2 separate regions of the Sus scrofa genome follow, and region 2 is linked to region 1. A link is a contact called in public Hi-C data. All regions are on one chromosome and are shown on one strand. The core of a region is the stretch at or near the end of the contact, and the rest is flanking DNA. Distances in the headings are between cores, read along the strand shown.

What was found. A called contact is a pair of places that touch in the nucleus more often than the background predicts.
Region 2: a Hi-C map of retroperitoneal adipose tissue shows a contact between it and region 1, with 2.4 times the contacts expected there. The contact joins two enhancer-like sites. A contact is called at or near these places in 5 of 47 Hi-C or Micro-C datasets (brain, embryonic fibroblasts, epiblast stem cells and 2 more).

What each region holds. Positions count from the first base shown.
Region 1 is chr1:269,624,837-269,628,221 of Sscrofa11.1, forward strand. No RefSeq gene overlaps it. Among named protein-coding and RNA genes, the nearest start is that of IER5L, 170 kb to the left of the region's middle. Within about 2 kb of position 1,450, at least 48 of the 83 cell types and tissues checked have an H3K27ac peak or open chromatin away from gene starts, as enhancers often do. A contact at or near this core is called in retroperitoneal adipose tissue and subcutaneous adipose tissue, where this site is marked.
Region 2 is chr1:269,806,015-269,809,313 of Sscrofa11.1, forward strand. C1H9orf50 reads right to left here. Exons shown (of 13, transcript XM_021085475.1): 13 at 2,931-3,153. The coding sequence ends at 3,049. Among named protein-coding and RNA genes, the nearest start is that of NTMT1, 12 kb to the right of the region's middle. Within about 2 kb of position 1,782, at least 39 of the 83 cell types and tissues checked have an H3K27ac peak or open chromatin away from gene starts, as enhancers often do. A contact at or near this core is called in retroperitoneal adipose tissue and subcutaneous adipose tissue, where this site is marked.

The sequences.
Region 1 (3,385 bases), core at 200-2,699:
GGGCCATGGGCTCCCAGAAAGATGCTGCAGCGGAAGGAGCCAGGGCAGTGAGGAGCAGATGTGCTCCTTCTGGATCGGTCTCCCCGGCCCACTGCGGTCAGGGGGTGGGTTCTCCCACCACAGCCTTTCCAGCAGCTCCACGCCCGTCACATGTGAGGTATGTCCTTGAAATCACACCCCAACTCCTCTCGGTGGCCTGCACCCCCCTGCCCCCTCTGCTCCAGCCACGTAGCTGTCTTTCTGCTCTTCCAACACACCAGGCATGTTTCTGCCTCAGGGCCTTTGCATGTGCCATTCCCTCTGCCTGGTGTACTTCCATTCCCTCTGCCCCGTGTATTTGGTCCTTAAATCACCTTCCCCCGGCCCCTGCTCATCCTTCAGCTCAGAGGCCCTCTCCTCAGTACACACGTGTGCACACACACACAGAGTCACTCTCTATTACACCCCTGACCAACAGCTAAAATTATCTTAACACTTTTGTGTCTTGATAATCACGTACTCAGAATTCCTGCCATGGCGCAGCAGGTACAAATCTGACTAGTATCCATGAGGAAGTGGGTTTGATCCCTAGCCTCGCTCAGTGGGTGGGGGATCCGGCGTTGCCATGAGCTGTGGTGTAGGTCACAGACGTGGCTCAGATCCCATGTTGCTGTGGCTGTGGTGTCGGCCAGCAGCTGCAGCGCTGATTCAACCCCTAGCCTGGGATTCGACCCCTAGCCTGGGAACTTCCATCCGCCATGGGTGCAGCCCTAAAATAGATAGATAGATAAATAAATAAATAAATATCACCTACTCAACAAAGATTTTCAGGAAGGGAAAGAGGGAGGGAGGGGCGTGGCTCCTGGGATCCAGTCTTCCCCGAGCCATTTATTTAGCACCTTCTCTGCGCTGTTGGGGCCCAGCCCAAAGTCTAGCCAGCAGGGTGACCTTGGGCTGCTCGCTCCACCTCTGTCTCTCCATCCTTGGAGAGTGCAAAGCGGTCTCATGTTTCTGTGGGACCCTCACCTCCACTTTGGTGGTGTCGCAGACTCTCTGCAACCTGGGTGTCTGCGGAGCCTGGGAACGTGGGGATCCTGGGGTCCGCAGCCAACTGCGCCTGCCCTGTCCTCCCACAGCCCTGCCTTTGCAGGGAGCACCTTCTCTGGCCTCCCCTGGCATGTCTCCCGGGCTCCCGCCTCTTCCCAGCTCTAAGCACACCGTATTTTGCTTGTTTATTTCTCTGGCTCCTCTGAGAGGCCTGGGACGGGTGTTTTCTTTCTGCATCCCAGCTCAGTGAGGGATACTCTGCCGGACACCCCCCCCCCCCCCCCCCCCCCCCCCCCCGGGACCTCATCCGGCAGATGGGTCTTCCAACTCTGCCACCAGTTTGCTCGGCACTGGGACGAAGCCACGCCCTTCTCTGGGTCTTGAGACTTGCTTGCTATTTACTGCTCACCAAGAGCTCCAGCAAATAGCAGTACTGTTCATGGCCTCTCCCTCATGTTTGTCCAAAAGGCCCGGCTTGCTAAGCGCCCCAGCATCTGCGCCTTTTTTGTTAAGACGGCCCGGTTTCTGTGTTTGTTTCAGCTAGGAGGGTCCCCGGGGCGCCTCTGGAGGAGGCGGTGCGGGAACGGCAGAACACACGACGTGGGCAACCGCTTTCCTGTCTTCGCTCTTCCCACCCAAGCCCCAGGGGTGGAAAACAATCCACACGCCAGAAACCTGACGCTGCTGCCGAGCTGGAAAAGCGGGTTCTGGAAGGGAAGGATGGGGGAGGGGGCTCCCGAGGCCCCAAGGCCGCTGCCTGGGAGCGGTTCTCATCAGCCAAATGGCCCTTGGTGCCCCTGGACGGTCACTTGGGAGGGTCCCTCTCCGGGAGACCGGCTCTTGCCAAGGCCACCTGCGCCACGACCACTGCAGGTCTTGGCGCTCCTGGGAGCCGCCCGGAAGGGCAGTCCGTGCAGGCGGTGGGGTGGAGGAGGAAGCCCGGGTCGCTGCAGAGCCTCGCCAGCCGTAGGACGGCCCGGCCCCGGGTGGCGATGCCTCTGCCAGGGCCGCCAAGCCCGAGCCCGGCTGCCGGGGACGCGCCGCGTGCGCGCGCCCAGGCCTCCGCCACCGGCATAAATTCCCGAGCTGTCTGTGCATGTCTTTTTCTTTCACTAGAGGTTGCTCACTTTCACTTCTTGCTTCCTTTCGGCTCCTCCGCCGGCTCCGTGAGCGCGTGTGCTGGGGGAGGGTGTGTGCCCGCGCGCGCGCGTGCCCGCAGGCTCCCGGCGGATGCGCCCCCTGCCCGCGGAGAGGGCGCTCGGGGATGTGCGGGGCCCCGCCGCCTGGCGTCAGGCGCAAGGTGGCCCAGCTGTCCTGTGCCCAGCAGGAGCCTAAGAGCTGGTTTCGACCGCCTCCAATTCAGCCCTGCCCGAGGTTCCTTCGGCCCCAGTGGCACCCCAGCCCGCGTTACCCTAGGAGATGGGGCGTGGGGGGGGGGTGTGGAGCAGACAGGAGACAAGGCCGGCCCTCATCGCTAGGTCCCTGTGCTGGCGTTCCCCCTCCACCATCACCGACCTCTCTCACTTTCCATGTCTTAAAAAAAAAAATTGCAATTCTCCCCTGAAGCTGCTGCTTCTCCTGACACCAGAGGCCTCTCTGTGGCCCTCTCTCCTCCAAACAGGAACCCGAGGCCAGGATGGATGGAGCTTTGCTTCACTGAGCAGGAAGCCACATCCTGCGAAGGCTGGAGCCTTTTGCTTGAGAGAGTGGGACCCGGATGGGACCAAGAAGTATCTCTTCTTCTTCCCTTCTGGCCCTGGCCTGCTGGCCTCATTATAACACTTTTAATGCACCCTGGGCCTAAGGTCCACCTCAGGGCCTTTGCACAGGCTCTGGTCTCCACTGGGCCAGAGAACTCCATTCCTCCCTAGCTGTGTGACCTTGGGGAAATTACCTAACTTTTCTGAACCTTCATTTCCTTGCCCGTAAAATGGGCTCATAATAGGATGTTTGAGGATTCCAGGTGATGACCAGTATAAAGCACTTGAATCACAGGCAAGGACATTTGGTGGGCCCAGGGCAGATGTGGGGATTGGGCCCAAGCCCAGTCCCTTGCTTGGGGTCCCTCCACTCATTCCTTCACGGAGCCTCCTCACCACCCATCTCCCCAGTCCTGTGGGGGGGGTCTCCTCAAGGCCTCATTGGCTGAACTCCATCTAAAACAATTCCCTGCCCCAACCCCTACGGTAAGGACCAGCAGGGGACAATAGAAAGGGGACCAGGTCAGGAGGCAGCAGAACTGGGTTCAAACTTCAGCAAACTCTGCCTCACTGTGTGATTGTGAGCAAGTTGCTTGGCCTCTCTGTGCCTAAACTTCCTTCTCTGTGAGGCTGAGGCCAAAGGCTGCCTGGCCTCCATC
Region 2 (3,299 bases), core at 532-3,031, 180 kb after region 1:
TGAACTTGAATCCTGACTCCAACACTTAAGAACCAAGCGACCTTGAGAAAGAGCTGAGCTTCTTTGGACCTCGGTTTCCTCGTCTGGATGAGACAACGCGGGGACGTGGGGCTGAAGGCTGGGCCCTGGCAGAGGACACGTGTGGACCTGGTCCCAGCTCCTGCCCTTGGCCGATCCTGGGCAAGACCCCCAGTCTTCTCTGGGCCTCAGTTTCCTTATCTGGGGGAGGGGGAGGAAGAGGCCCTTGCAGGGGGTGGAGAGGCCAGACTGCCCAGGGGAAGGAGCAGTGATTTTCCTGCCTCTCCCACTGCTTGCTTCTGCCCTGGGTTGGGAGTTACTCCTCCCTCTCCCCACCCCCAAAACTAGACCCTGCTCCCACCCTGGTTTGGCACAAGTCCACCCACAGCCCTGGGCAGGGGTGCGGGGTGCAATAGCAAGGGAGCTATTGCCCAGAGCGAGAAGGGCAGACAGGAACTGGCAGAGACCAGTGTGTGTGTGTGGGGGGGGTACACCTGCCTTTCCCCCCTCCCCGAGATTCAGGGGGATCTGAGGTTGGCACCAGCTCCAGCCACGGCTGCTTCCCCCACCTTCCAGCCAGGCTGCTCCCTGGAGCCCAGGAAGGACTGGCCACCTGCCAGCCCCGAGTGGAAATGTACCAGAGAAAAGGACCCTGCCAGGGACCCCGGGGAGGGTCCATCCCTTCCCTGCAGCACTCCTCTCACCCCCCCCTTCTTAGTCACCCCACGTTCAGGTGCAAGCTCTGCCTGCAGAGGAGCAGCAGGGGCGTGTTGGAAAGGTCTGCAGAGGGCGGGGGAGGGGGCTGCATATGTGGCCTCGAAGTTAGCAAGTGGACCTGGGAATGTGGGGGCTGGGGTCGCTAGGAGACCCTAACAGTGGGAGGGTGTGCGTGGGGGTCCTCCGTGAGTATATGATGTTTCTAAGTGCTGTGTGTGGGGGGGGTGGTACCCGGGGACATGTCTTTGTGGGGCGTGTGTCTGTGGAGCATCCTTACGCCGTGTGTTCATATATGTGTGTTGCGTGTTTCTCTGATGTCTGTGTCGTGTGTGTGTGTGTGTGTGTGTGTGTGTGTGTGTGTCGTGGGGGGGCGGGGGGTGCGCGCGCCCGCGCGGGGCGCGTCTCCGAGGCGCGGTCCGCGGCTGCCCCTTCGTGTCCCCGATTCTGTTGGGAGTGGTGGGAGGTGAGGCTCGAAGCTGCCGCTCAAGGTCCTCTTGACACAGAATCCATGTTTGTCGAGGAGGGAAAGAGGGAGCGTAGGGAAGAGAGGGGAGGAGAACCGGGAGCGGGAAGGAAGAAATGAAGCTGGGGGGGCGGTGGGGGGAGCGGGAGGGGAGGGGTCCCCGAGAAGCCGGGCTGCGGAACCCCATGTGGCCGCCAGCCGAGTGCCCAGCTCCACCCCTCCCGGCAGGTCCCATCTTAGGGACCCGAACTCGGCACCCCACGCACCCAACCCACCCCGCCGCCCCTGCGCGTCGCACGCGGGCCTCAATTTCCAGTGCCCGAGGCCGACGGCTCTGTTGCAAGTTGAGCAGTTTTTTGGTTTAACAAAAAGCGAGAAAGGGAATCTGGGGGTCGGGGGAGCCCCTCCCCCCCAACTCCCGAGGCCCGGCCTTGACCTCGGGCAGGTGGAAGGAGGCGGCGCGGCGCGGGACGGGAGACACCGGCGCAGCGCGAGGGGAAAAGTTTCCGACCCTTTAGCAAGAGGCTGAGAAGTTTCGGCCGCGCCGAGCGGCGTCAAAGCCAGGCCAACACTGCCCCCGCGTGGGCGCGGCGCGGCGCTGCAGCCGGTGGCCGGCTTGGGGTCCCCCGCGGCCCTGCAGGGGAAACTGAGGCTCAGAGAGGGCGAGGGGGGCGCTGTGCAAAGCCACGGGGAGGAGATGCAGTAGAATCAGGCCTCCTCTGGTACCCGCGGGCTCTCTAAGAAATAGAAATACTGGGCGGGAGCGGCGGGGAGCATCGCGGAAGTCAGGGGATTGAAATCCCACTCCAGTCTTTAGTGAAGGGGTGTGGTAGCACTGCCCCAGGGTTTGTAGATCTTTAGCCTTATGTTTTGGAGCCATGGAACCCCTTCAAAACAGGCCTCCTCCATCCACAACCTGTTCTGGCCCTAACATCCCCGGGGGCCCGTCCAGCCCAAATCCCACCCTTTCCTATTCAGGCCCTTGTCTGGATGTGGATTCCGTGGTTGTTTCCTCACTGCCCAGGAGGTGGCGATAAAGACCTCGATCCTGGGCTGGGCGAGGGGTTGGAGCCAAAGAGCTGCTGAGAAGGGGGGGGGGGTGGTGGCTCAAGCTTTGCCCAGCAGTTGGAATGCGGGTGCGTGGCAGGTTCAAACCCGGCAGACAGGCGAATGGGGGCAGCACTGCTGGGTCCGTGCAGCGGTCAGATAAACCCCAGGCAGTTCCTTGTCTTTGGTCACCTCCTGATAGGACTCTTAGACATTGCCCGCCTCACAGCACTCCCCCCATCCTCTGCCCCACCTAGAAGAGAAACATCTGGCACTTGCCTACCCAGATGCTTGCCCTCCAGACCAGATGGTGAGAACCTGGCCTGGGGAACGTGAGACAAATGTTTGTCCCTTGGGTCAAAATCTGGACGCCCTCACCCCACGGGGTAGTCAGCAAGCAGCCTTTGGTTCTAGTCAAAGATGGTGGCTGGGGTGGAGGAGTCAGCCCAGGTCGGTGCCTGCTTCAGGTTCGGGCTGATCCAGGGTGACAGAGGCTTGGTCCCAGGTATGAAGTGGGTGGCAGGGTCTCCCACCTCCCAGAAGAGGGGCTCACTGGAACAAGCCTGACCCTTGAAGACGCCTTGCCTCCACCCCTCAGCTTCATCTCAGCTGTGACTCTGCCCCTTCCCTCCCCCTGGGGTCCAGGACCCCTGAAGATCAGAAACCAAGCACCTGGACAGGCTTGTAGGGGGAGACCTGGCAGCAGGTCCCAGCCACCTGGGATGTGCGTTTATTTGTGGGTCAGGGAAGGCCTCTCCTCACCCCCGCCCATGGCCATGCCTGGGCTTTGGCACAGCGGCCATTCACCTCCGAGTGCGGTACGATGCCGAAGGCAGGAGGAGCTGGTACCCCTTCGGGCGGCCTCGTTTCAGGACCGTGTGCAAGACCAAGCTGGGCAGGAAGGACTCCTAGAGCCAGAAGGAGGACCAGCTGGGGGTTTGGGGGGCCTCTGGTCAGGATCTGGGGTTCCCTGGGCCCAGGGGGGGTTCTACACTGCAGCTCCAGGGGGTAAGGGCCTCAATCAGCCCCATTTTACAGATGTAAAAACTGACGG